Regions from separate parts of the Gasterosteus aculeatus genome. Here region 1 is linked to region 2. The links are chromatin contacts, called in public Hi-C maps. All regions are on one chromosome and are shown on one strand. Each heading gives the region's core, a stretch centred on a gene start, on an enhancer-like site or on the middle of the called end of the contact. The rest is flanking DNA. Distances are from core to core; before and after follow the strand shown.

What was found. A called contact is a pair of places that touch in the nucleus more often than the background predicts.
Region 1: a Hi-C map of liver shows a contact between it and region 2, with 2.7 times the contacts expected there. The contact joins the enhancer-like site here to the promoter of plxna1b in region 2. A contact is called at or near these places in 4 of 6 Hi-C or Micro-C datasets (liver, skeletal muscle, tail fin and 1 more).

What each region holds. Positions count from the first base shown.
Region 1 is chr17:14,521,257-14,527,399 of fGasAcu3.hap1.1, forward strand. It overlaps plxna1b (plexin A1b), which reads left to right. Exons shown (of 32, transcript XM_040203502.2): 16 at 857-1,024; 17 at 4,080-4,173; 18 at 5,243-5,479. Among protein-coding and RNA genes, the nearest start is that of LOC144388972, 39 kb to the right of the region's middle. Within about 2 kb of position 2,830, at least 1 of the 9 cell types and tissues checked has open chromatin away from gene starts, as enhancers often do. A contact at or near this core is called in liver, where this site is marked.
Region 2 is chr17:14,389,049-14,395,187 of fGasAcu3.hap1.1, forward strand. plxna1b (plexin A1b) reads left to right here and starts at 1,269. Exons shown (of 32, transcript XM_040203502.2): 1 at 1,269-1,410.

The sequences.
Region 1 (6,143 bases), core at 1,580-4,079, 130 kb after region 2:
TTCCTTCTTTCTGCACTCCGTCTTCAGTCCTGTTTCCTTTCGAGGACGCTGTCGAGAATCGCCTCTTGGAGAGAGCGGCGATGTGTGGCCAAAAAACGCCCGGTTCCCCCGGTCTTTGCTTTTCTCCACTCTGTACCCAATCCCAGCCCACGCCAAGCTGCGGCGATAAAAGTCATATTTTCCATCATCTTCTTTCTTTCTGTTGATTTCGCTTTCACAGCAGATGACGGGGGAGGATTTGTGTACGGATCAGCTTGTTCTACCCATGATCAAAATGTCACACGTCCTGACGGGGGTAGGGGACGGTGGAATGAGCCACTGCAGCGGGGCGCAGAGTTTAGCAGCAGGTCACAGCTGCCCGTCTTCCAGGAAGGGAGTTACATCAGACAGAGAGAGACGACCAGCCTGATCTGCCACTTCAGATCTTCAGATCAGCCAGAGGAAGCACAGGAGGGAAGGACAGACAGAGACATAAAGGAGGAGGGGGCGAGAGAGAGAAAGAGGGAGCGCTTTGAAGTACAGTACTCTGTGATTCGGGCTGATGAAACCACGGCTGGACACGCTGAAAGATGTCGGCCTTGAGGTTGGGCGACCGTCCCCTCTGTCTGTCTGTCTGTCTGTGTGTGTGTGTGTGTGTGTGTGTGTGTGTGTGCGCCTTTTTGTCGCGTCTGATAAATAATTCAGGAGTTATTTTAGGGATGATTAAGAATTTCTTTTTTTCTGCGCTCACCTAAATTTGTATTCTGTGCATCTGTCAGAGAGTCAGCTCCCAAATACTTAAACCATCAGCAACATTTCAATGTAATGTCTCTAACTATCTCTCCTGCCCTCCCAACTTCATCTCCTGCTCTTCTAGGCGGGGCAACAAGGAGATTGTGTGTGTGACTCCGGCGGGACAAACCCCAGGTACCACCCCGGTCATGGTGGATATCAACTCTGCTGAGCTGAGGAACCCGGAGGTCAAGTTCAACTACTCTGACGATCCCACCATCCTCAAGATCGAGCCCGACTGGAGCATCGCCAGGTAAGGACACAACACGGGCTTTTCCTGTTGTGTGAAGGTGCAAGCTACGTGTTGCAAATAAGCTTCCAGTGATGGCAAAACCAAGACTGCCTTATTGATTCATTCTCACTTTTCATGCATTGCGTATGTCAACCAAACAGTGATTTCGAGGTGAATAGCTCCGATATCAGCTCAGATATGGCCGATATCAGCCAGTTTGCAAACCTTTGCAAACTGGCTGATATCGGCATAAATTGGTCTATTTTTCAAGCTCTCCTGCGCCAAACCGCTAATTCCACCAGAATTCATTTGTAAAATGTCCTACAAACATTTAGATGTCTGGACTTCAAATCAATACAGTGTTTGATCTCCAATCATGCTTGATGAACCTCTTTAGAACAGATACAAATGCATTAATCCATTATTGAACTTGTTGGTGGATGTTCGAACCATTAACGCCTGGTAGAAATATGATCCCTGAATGTATTATTACACAAGCATACTGAGTCCAAAAAAAAGAACTACATTCTACTCCACTTTCATACTTTACTTATTTTTGAAAGTAAATCGTCGAGAGCAGGAGGAGCAGTGAAAGCGGTTCCTGAAGCAGTGCACTGCTACAGTTGAGTTGCAGCAGAGATGTATCTGTAAATATTACTTGACTTATTGAAATGAGACTACACACCCGCGGGAAGATTTCTTGTGCAAACACAAGCTGTGTTGTGGAGAAAAGAGAAGAAGCTTGGAGCTACCAAGTGCTAATGGGCTCACTTGCGTGACCTAGAAACTCTTCTACTCCTCAGCTCAGAAAGGAAGCACAAACACACACTGTTCATGTCTCATTTACTTCAAAAGTATCATTTCAGGAACATGTTGAAAGTTTTCTAGGCTTTTTTTACTCTTGCTTTTTCTTATAATCCAAAAAACAAGCTACTATTCAAATATTGGGAGAATCCAACAGAACAGCCGACATCACTTGCCCAAGTTGCATGTCTGAAGCCTAGTTTATGCTTCTGCGTTTTCAGAGAGACGCAAGGACACGCAGGGGACCCTTGCGTGTCCCTTGCGTGCCTTTTCACACCTGCTTGCGTGCGTTGACCCATTTTTCTAGGCTTGCGTCAAAAACCAACGACTTCCACAAAGACGTGACTCTCTAGGTCGTCTTCGACATATAACGTTACTCCACCTGTTCTGGAGGTGAATTGCTCTGCAACACACGCAAGACTCATGGAAAAGCCTATCAAGAAGGCGAGTCATATATTTCTTGTTTTGTAATTAAAGCAATTTTGGGTATTCAGTACGTTTTTTTTTTTTTTTTTTTTACGGTTTGGTATGGTTTTAATTTAGGAGCTTCCCCTCTTAGGATGGCCCAGATAAGTCTCTAGTCATGCAAAAGAAGTGTGAGCAGACGAGGAGTCTCGTTTGTAATGGCGTGCGTGAAGCCTTTGGGGGTAAGCAGGGGGAATGGCGAATGAAACTGTTGGCTCCCACCTTCGGGGGGAAAATAAGCTCGGTACTCTGCTCGTGTTTGGTGTTTCACTCAGCGCTCACAGGGGAGGAGGTGCATTGTTCTCATGGCCAATCACGCTTTGATCTGCCAGGCTATTTTGTCTTTGTGTACCCTTTGGTGACCTCTTTTGACGGGGCGATTTCAAACAGCGCCGAGCCTTCGTTGTTCAAAGCACAAATCTGACATGCCTCTGACTTGTTCCTTCAGGAAGAGGTTCTTGCGGTAAACAACGGACTGGGATGGCACTGTGGAGATTGTGTGACACTCCAATTTGTTTACACAGTGCAGCACAGTTCACTCGGTACACCCATGAAGTGTGCAGTGGATGTGAGGAAAGGATTATCATCATTCTCACACAACTTCTCTGTTGAGGGGATGCTACATATCATACAAAGATGATTTTGTATCTGATCTTGAGCTACTGCATGTTCACACTTCCCTCTGCATGTTCTCAGCTCTCTGGTCCCCACTCCCCCTCCCCTCCCCCAGCCAAGGTGTGATGGGTGTAGATCTCTTTTTGTCTGCTTGCTTTTCACACCAGACTCTATTCACCACTTTGACATCTGCCTGGTCGGAAACTGGCCTTAAATACGGACTCAATCGGGCCTCAGTAACGCAAAGACACCGCCTGGGTGTAGAGGTTTTGTTTGAGGGAACATGTATGTTTAAAATATAAGAGGCTCTAGTCCATCATGCAGTCGATGTTACGTTGGCAAATTCTAGTTCTCAGTTCTCTCCGAAATGCCAGAGCCGCTGAATTAGTTGATATTCATGTGGATCTTTTTTCCAAGGCGTATCATTGCGTGTCTGAAACCTAGCAATCCGCCAGCAAGCGTATCACTTGCTGTTTGTGTTCATTGGTGCCAGTGGTGACTCACAGTGGCACAGGGCCTCAAGCTTGGCTTCACCCCGATCCAGTTTTTATGTTGTATGCTTATTTAGCTGCTGTCAGAAAACTTCACGTCAGATAAAGTTCAGCCTATCAGGCCAGCAGAGGCTGTCGAGGAGGCAGAGTGGGGGAATAGGACTCTGGCCAGTATTAGCCATGTCTCGGCGGGTCAGCGTCACGGAGACCTGAATAGGTCACAGGTGGTAAAGGTTACAGTAGATGTGAGATCACTGACAGCGTGCATTCGCTGAACGAAGCTCATACTTTAAAATACCGCAGTGCCACTTTAATACACGATACAAAAATCTCCCCAGGAGAGGCCAAACGCTTTGGCTCTCAGGAATAATACTGCACATTCGCTTATTCTTCCCTTCAGCCCCCATATTGGTTCAAAGCAGCTTTTAAGATTCGTGCGAAGGCTATCATTACCTGAAAATGGGATCCCGTGAATGAGCAGACGGAAGGTTACAGCAGGAGTGAACATTAATGGTATATCGCCTTCTAGAGAGGCCTCTTCTACTGGAAGCTGGCTGATTTGTGTATGCACTTGACCCTGCAAGGCCCCAAAAGGTTCCTCGCGAGGCACATAGGTGACACATAAGTGCACACACAATGATTTTAATCTACCCAGTAGTATTATATAAATTGTGTTTGTCCTGATGTCTTTTCTGTTTTAGTGGAGGAACCATGTTGACCATAACTGGAACCAATCTGGACACCATCAAGGAGCCCAAAATGAGAGCCAAGTATGGAGCTGCCAAGTCAGAAAATGTAAGTGGTCGGATCCAGACACCCACACAGAGTTTTTATTGACAAAACAAAAAAAGCAATGACATGACTTGGCAAGTGAAACGGAATGAGACCAATATAGACGCACAGGTGTCTCTCGCTCCCTCTCCCACTGTCTCTGCTGCCTCCCTCTCTGTGGAAAATCTCATTTTCAGGCAAAACACTCTCGCCTGGGACACGGAAACGGACACACACGCACACACCTGACCCGTCGGTCAACCAGCCATGGGCCCGTTTTCTGTTTGTTTTTGATGTTGAATTTCCTTTTAGCAGTTTAACCTTTGAAATGTCAACCAGCAATAAAGCGGCTCTGGCAAATCCCTCTCTCTTCACCTAGCACCACGGGGCTCAGCTAACCTTTCTCCCGCTCACGGCTGAAAGTAAAAATATCCTTTCTGTCTCCTTTGTCAACCTCTCTGCAGTCATTTTTATTCTGCTCGGTTAATGTTTCTGTTGACATATAAACACAGTTTTGTTCTGTGCCTTTGTGTGTGTGAGCGTTTTCGTATCAGACACACAGGACATAATGTAAAGCTATTCAGCGATCTCTTTAGCCGTGCTGTATTATTTATAAACTGCTACAGGCTGACCTCTCCTGCTTCTCCGTGAGTCATTACAGTCTAATTTGTTCTTCGGTGACTGATTCAAGTGTCGAACCCCACAGGGGATTTCAAGATAATATCAACACTGATTACAACACTGATGTTATTAAGCCAGCCTCTTCCTCATTATGTCGTTATGGAGACATTTAATCACTCGTATCACATTACAGTGTTTCAGCGGTTATAATTGTTTTTGATTACAAATTAGTTAACACATTATTTTTCATGATTATTGTGAAATGTACTTTTTCTTCTTCTTGCCTTTACAGCAAACAGCGTGAAAAATGTTTAAAACTTTCTCTAATAGAAAATTAGGTCTCCACATCAAACTTATATAGAAAGTAGATATTTTATCTACTATTCACTATTCTCACTCCCATCTTCCCCATTTTCACTTCTACTCCCTCCTTTCTTCCCCGTCTTTCCCTGTTTGCTCCCCCCTTCTCTAGAACTGCACGGTGCTCAACAACACTGTGATGGTGTGTCTGGCGCCCTCTGTGGCAGGATCTGACAAAGGCTTCTTGGAGTCGGGCAGCAGTCCTGATGAGATCGGCTTTGTCATGGACGACGTGCGCTCCGTGCTGGTGGTAAACGAGACTTTTAGCTACCACCCGGACCCTGTGTTTGAACCTCTGAGCCCCTCGGGCATGCTGGAGCTGAAGCCCAGCTCACCACTCATACTCAAGGTAAATTGACTTGTGCTCTAAGCATTGATCTGTTTTGGCCCTGTCTCTATCTGGTTTTGCTTTACATCCATCACATCCTTTTTTTTTTTTCTTCTATTCCTTGTTTTTGGTTTTCAACTTCCCCTCTCACATCTTTTTCCTCTTACCTCTCATTTAGTTTTTCAACATTTCTTTCCGTTTTCTGTCGCGTCCGGTCTCCTTTCTTGCATCATCTTTCACACATTATTTCTGATGTCTGTCCTCTCTCCTTTCAAAGGAGAGGGGGGGAAATGATTCATACTTCTGAGGGAATAATGTCAGGTTGGAGTTTGCGGGGTTTTTACATCAAGGCTTTTCAACAAAGGCTACACTGTAAAGGTGTAAATATATATATATATATATCCTAAAACTCATAAGGACTCAAAAGCAGGTTAGCTGCGTGCTAGAACTTAGTTGAAACTATAGAAGATCAGTAATAGTACAGAACTGAGGTACCAGTGATGTTGAGTATTGTAAGCAACATTAAAAAGATTGCAAATGATTATTTTGCAAATAGTTCTGCGACCTCCAAGTCATTATCCAGCAAGACCAATAACAGGCTGACGGGTCTTTGAAATGATTTGCTCAACCCTGGACAGAATGTTGGCAACCTTCTTCCTCTTTTCTGGACTTTTCTTTCAACACG
Region 2 (6,139 bases), core at 19-2,518:
ATTGACTGCTGGGTGGTGTGAGAGACCGTGGGGAAATGTCCTGGCAAGTGCTGCAAATTCAGCTGCTCTTTTATGCACATAACACACACAAATGTCTTTGTCCGTCTCAATCAAATATACACTACCTCTCTGAAACACACACAGACACACACACACGCTCCCTCACACACACTCAGAGTACGGGGCCAGGTGGTGTGGTTATTGCCAGATCTTGCTCTCTGCTCTCCTGAGTGCAATTGGTAACCTGAGCTGCCTGTTTGAATAGCTCAGTTATACCAAAAGCTTCCTTGCCGCAGAGATAACGTGGAACAGTGCCCAAAACGCAATTTGTCCCGGCTCAGGTTAGTCATTGACTGCGTGATGAATACTGAAATTGAGCTTTCAAAGTCACTTTAACGGTCTTTTCATAAGAAATTAGGGAGATTTAAAAGTTGGTTGGATGGCCTCACGGGCGCAGCTTGTATCCAAAATCTGTCAACCTGAGTGCAAGTTAGTCAGTGGGAATGTGTCAGCTGAGGGGATGTGACAGCCAGGCCCGGGGCCTCCTCATTTAATTAAGGAGCCCGTCTTGTTTTGGGGAACTCACATCCAAACACGTCTTCCAAGATCTCCCAGGGCAGTTTATATTTCAAACACGATTCAGTACATATTTTGCGTTGATGTTTTCTGATTTAACCTGCATGTGTCCAATATTCTGCCTCCTAGCTAAACTAGCTTTACTCTCGCTACCAATAGCACTCATTTGTCCAGCAAATATTTGTTTTCACCCCTCCCCCTCCCAACAATAGCCTGTAGACCACAACACGCCCTTTGGATCACAATGACAACAAAGATGATTCTGTTAACTGTTGTTGGATTGGTAGTACACATTAACAATGTCTATGATTGACTTATTTAGATTAGCTTCAGGTTGGAATATAACTGAAAGAGAACTCCGTTTTATATTGTACACTACAGTCTAGGCATTATGATGATATTTTAAAAATCTTGAACTTCACTGTACAGAAAATAATATAATATCTCAGACCATATCATGAATTCATCGCAATAACATATGACTGACATAAGTCATCTTCAATAATAACTTAACCAAACCAATAGATAATGGAGCCGAGTCCATGCGCGCGTCCATTACATGAAATAAATTATTTGTGCGAATGAATGAAATGCGTGTCTCCCACGTGTCCCCGTCGGCCCGGGGCCGCCCTCTATAGGCCACGTGCGGTACTGCAGCAGCGGAGCGCCTCCTCCCTCCTCCTGAAGCCGGAGTTGCATTCCTCTCCTCTCCATTCACGCGTAGGGAGCCGCCGGAGAGAGAGCCCCGCCGCTCCGTGACCACAGTGGAATGTCCCGAAGTTTTGGAATTTAAAACCATGGAAAGGATATCTAACCTCCGGATCACTTGAACCTGTAAGTACCGTGGAAACTGCGGCGAAGGATTTTGTTTTTTTATTTTTCACGTGTAAGGAGCGGCGGTTTGTAGGGAGCCGGCTTAAATATTTGTTTCTGTCTCTCCATTGCTCTGTGCGGGGAGTTTGTCGTTGTTTCCCTCCGTCGCCCCCCCGTCCTCCCCCACTTGCTTCTTCTCCGCTCTCGGGCGTCTGGTTTCCCTCACGAGTTTGAAGAGCTCGAGCCTCCAGCCTTGGTTTTGGTTGCAGTGAAACGGGCACGAAGAGGAACCGTAGAGTTCCTCCGATATCCAGTAATGGGCGCGCTTGTGTGTGTGTGCGTGTGGTTGCGCGGTGTTGAACGCGCACTCCGGTGTGACCACCAGTCGGATCGATCCGCAACAAACTGCGGATGGTCTGGACGCCGAACGGCGATTTAACGAACTAATTAAATTAATTCGAACATATCTTACTGAATAATTTCGTGGTTCGCACCCGGGGAGCGAACTATTTTTTGCAAGTAACCCGGATTTGGTGCAGCGCGAGGTGAGTTTTGTCTGGTTTGACTCCGGCCACAGTAAAAAGAAAGCGACTTTTCCTCATTTGGGAGTTCTTCGCCGCACGAGTAACATGTGGAGTTTTTTCTAATAAAATACAAGCTACCGGTGCGGGTACCGAGCCGGCGGAGGGTGCGTGTGGCTGTTGCACCGCCTCGGGAGAGGCAACGGCAGCACACGCACACCCGCGGGCTCAGGTACCCGCCGCCCCGACGCTCACGCGCGGATGAATAGTCCGTGGAGGCTGCGTGGATTTAACCCCCCCCCCCCCCCCACCTCGTTCTTGTTTATTTGTTCTTTACACTTGTACCGACCCTGCATAGGCTTTCCTAAACGGACCTCTAAGGGTGGAGGTGTGTGTGTGTGATTTCTCCTCTGGGTGCTCGCTTTAGAAGAAAAGCAATCGATTGAGCTATTAGCTTTGAATGAATTGTAAATTGCGTCGGCGTGGTGTGAAAGGCGCGTTAACGTGCTAACGAACGAGAGGCGCTTTGTGAGTGCTGTCTGTGGGTGTGTAGAGTGCGCATTGCTTGTCAAGCTATTCAAAATGCTCTCATTGCTCCATCGGATTCTCCTCAGTTCTTTCCCCTTTTTAGTATTAGAAAAAAATAAAAAAATAAAATCAAATTACACTTCCCACGCCGACCCCCGCGCGCTAGTGACCCACGGATTGTGGATTCATAAATCATATTAGAAGAGTAAGGGACATCATTTTAACCTATTTTGATGGGTGAGTGGGGGGGGGGGGGGGGACCAGACTGCAGCCCATCACTCCCCCTCCCCTTCCCTCTAAAACAAATAATCACTGAAATATGAAGGGAGTCCTGGTTTGTATTTAGTAGTTGATACAGACATGGCAGCGTTGATGGATGTATCCTTTGGCACCACCCCAACACCCCCACAGGACACGGGCGTCACGTGACTAACGTGGTAACTCTTTATCAGAAGTGACTTGACCCATTTTTTCTTTTTGTCCCTCAGCCCAGTCAAGCGGCAGCTCCTTATTGACAGTTAAATGCGGTGGGCAGCGGGTTCCCATTTAAATGATGCGGGATGTGAACCGTGACGTGAGTGTTTGTTTAAGAGCCGGTGCCCAGTCCCACGGCTTTAAATCATTCCACGAAGGACTGACAGGCCGCCAGCCGCACAGTGGAGGTGCACCCGACTCCTTCCACCCAGATCCTGACTTCACACCAGTGTGTGAACGAGGGCCAGGAGCGGCGGTAATGGAGACCGAACTCTTTGCAGTAGCGCCGGTGCTACTGCAAAAAAAAGTGGTCGGTGGCAGGATCCTTTGTCTGAGCGGCAGGTTCCGATGGTCTGTGGCAGGTTCCTTTGTCAGAACGGCAGGTTCCGATGGTCTGTGGCAGGTTCCTTTGTCAGAACGGCAGGTTCCGATGGTCGGTGGCAGGTTCCTTTGTCAGAACGGCAGGTTGCAGTGGTCGGTGGTAGGCTCCTTTGTTAGAACGGCAGGTTGCAGTGGTCGGTGGTAGGCTCCTTTGTTAGAACGGCAGGTTGCAGTGGTTTTTGGCAGGTTCCTTGGCAGAACGGCAGGTTGCAGTGGTCTGTGGTCCGGTAGGATCCTCCTTCAGAATGGCACAAGCCGATCTTAGTTTGCCATTTAGCGACATGCAGATTCCATGTTCCATGTCCAACGTTAAATGAGTGTCTTCATGATCATTGGTTTGCCGTAAATGTTTTTTTCTAACTTTATTAAGAATCTAACACAACACAGCAAACTTGCAAATAGCGCAGAGTATTAAATAAAGTGATGTATGTCTTAATGCAATGCTTTAGAAATGAACCCAAAGGGATTCTGTATTTGCTCATGAAGTCTGAAACAGGTAATTTGGCCAATGTTTCTTTTACAGCTGAGAGCCACAGATTTAATTTGTGTGTGTGGGGGGGGGTAAAACGGCGGCCTTGCATGGTATTTCACATGAAAGCTGGCAACCCAGCCAGAAAATGACCAGCAATTTGCCTCAATCTTCCCCAATTATGATAAAAATCTGCCCCACCATATGCAGCGGTGTCATGCATTTTGAAAGTCTGCCCCGTCCCGTCCGGCTGCTGCCGTGAAGGGTAAATCTGTGATGTTCAAACTTTGGAATTCAAGCTGACGTGCACTTTGCACCCCGCCGGTCCTGCCTTTGTGCGATCCCGCCCCCACTCCCCCCCCCCCATCGCATTCCTCGGGACCTTTCAGTGACTGGCGTATTCAAGGTCTAATTAGATCTCAGATGGAGGAAGACCAGAAGAGCTCAAGTGAGAACTGCCACTTGGCTCCCCAAATAACTAGTCTTGTTGTGTGTATTATATCATTTATTTATAAAATATATATATATATATATATATATATATATATATCAAATTAAAGGAGAAGAAATTATTTCTCGCAATGGTCTTTCTCAGTTGGAGGGAAATGCTACTGTTCTGCATCATCTGAACTGTTTAATAGGACTTGATGAGCATAATTGTATTTTTCACTGTGATTCATTGCTTTCCCGCCAGTAGTAGATATATGTACTGTGTTCACAGTGTGTGTGTGTGTGTGTGTGTGTGTGTGTGTGTGTGTGTGTGTGTGTGTGTGTGTGTGTGTGTGGCTGCACTGCAAAATCTTTTCCATTTTCCCTTACCGCTGGACTTTCTTCACCAGCATGAGAACCTCATGTTTAGGCACTTCCTCTCTCTCTGCCGTTCTTCTTGCCTCCAGTCTTTTCGTTCATTCGTCTCTTTGTCTCGTCTCTTCCCTCGTCATCCTCTGCTTCTCTCTCTCTGTGTCCAGACTCTCCTCCTAACTTTCAACTGTGTCTCCGGTACATTTCCAAGGGGATTGCTAGTCTCCCGTGGCTCGGTGCATGCAGAAGAATTCACTGCGAGTGCAAGAGGAACCACTACAGGGTTTATGCGTGAGAGTGTCGGGTACGCAGAGGCCTCCTTGGCACGGCGGCGCCGTGATGCATCAGCTTTCATATCATAGCCAACGGAGATGCTGTGTTTTTATTACATAACTTTTCATTTGTGTCAGTCTTGCTAAAGAGGTTAGCCGTGTTGCCGGCGCTGCGCTCCCAGACTGTTTTGCTTGGTTCTCTTGTTTTTCTCCAACACCTCTTTTCAAGATCCTGCTTGGGTTTTTACTTCTTTCCGTCCTGGTTTCTCTCCCGATTCTCTGTGTTGTCACCTCTCCATCCTTTTCCCATCCTCTCTCTCTCTCTCTCTGAGTGTTTTTTCTTGGTCTCTGGGGTTTGTGTGGCGCCCTGCAGCGAGGGAGCTACAAAGCAGCAACAATATTAAAACGCACTAAAGAGGGACCAGCAGCAGGGCTCTACCCGAAGGCCCTGTTATAGAGAGACACACACACACACACAGCTCTCATGGTGCTAACACCTCTCCAGCCGACAGGCCTTAATATGAAATAAACTCACTCGCCAATACCTGGCGGGGCCGTCTTGACTGACTGCTCAAATCGGAATGACCTCCATTTGGCCCAAATAAGAAGCCGGGATTGAGAGTCAGTGGGCGGTGTTGAACCGCAAAGTGCCGGCGCATTACGAATCACATCAAGAGGCGAGCTCGCAGGTGGGCCCGGCGGCATAAATCCTAATCAGTGCCAATCACAAGTGATTTTAAAGACTCATCTGCAAGCCCAATCACATTCTCAAGACAGGGAGTGCGCTCAGGCCCGGCAGTTGTGTTTGGGTCCCAGGGAACGCGTCGACTTGGAGAAGGTGCATGAAGCGAGTGTGTGTGTGTGTGTGTGTGTACAATGTGAAATGAAAGCCTCGTCTGTGTTGTTTGATGCTCGACCTTCGTTGTCGCGTTCCTCACTTGCAGCCAAATTCTGAGTCTGACCTCCCGTGGTGGCAGAGCGAGGTGTATTCTTCTTTCTTCCTTTTGAGTGAAGCAACCTTAGTTTCTCCGTCTCTTCTGTGCTCATCCGAGTGAACTGTGTGTTATGTATAATTAATTTTCTCCTCTCTCCCAGTTTATTTTTATCGCCCACTTTTAACCATTCCCTTCAAAGGACCCCTCCCCCGCATCCGTCCTCCACGGTGCCCGCTGAAAGTGACAGCTGCTCGGGTACGAGGGGGGGGGGCGCTTTTTGAGGCAGGCACTAAAAAGGCCACTCAAGTCGACTTGGAGTAGAAGAAGAAAAAATCTGCAGTTGAGACAGTTTTTAAAAAAAGGGTGCAA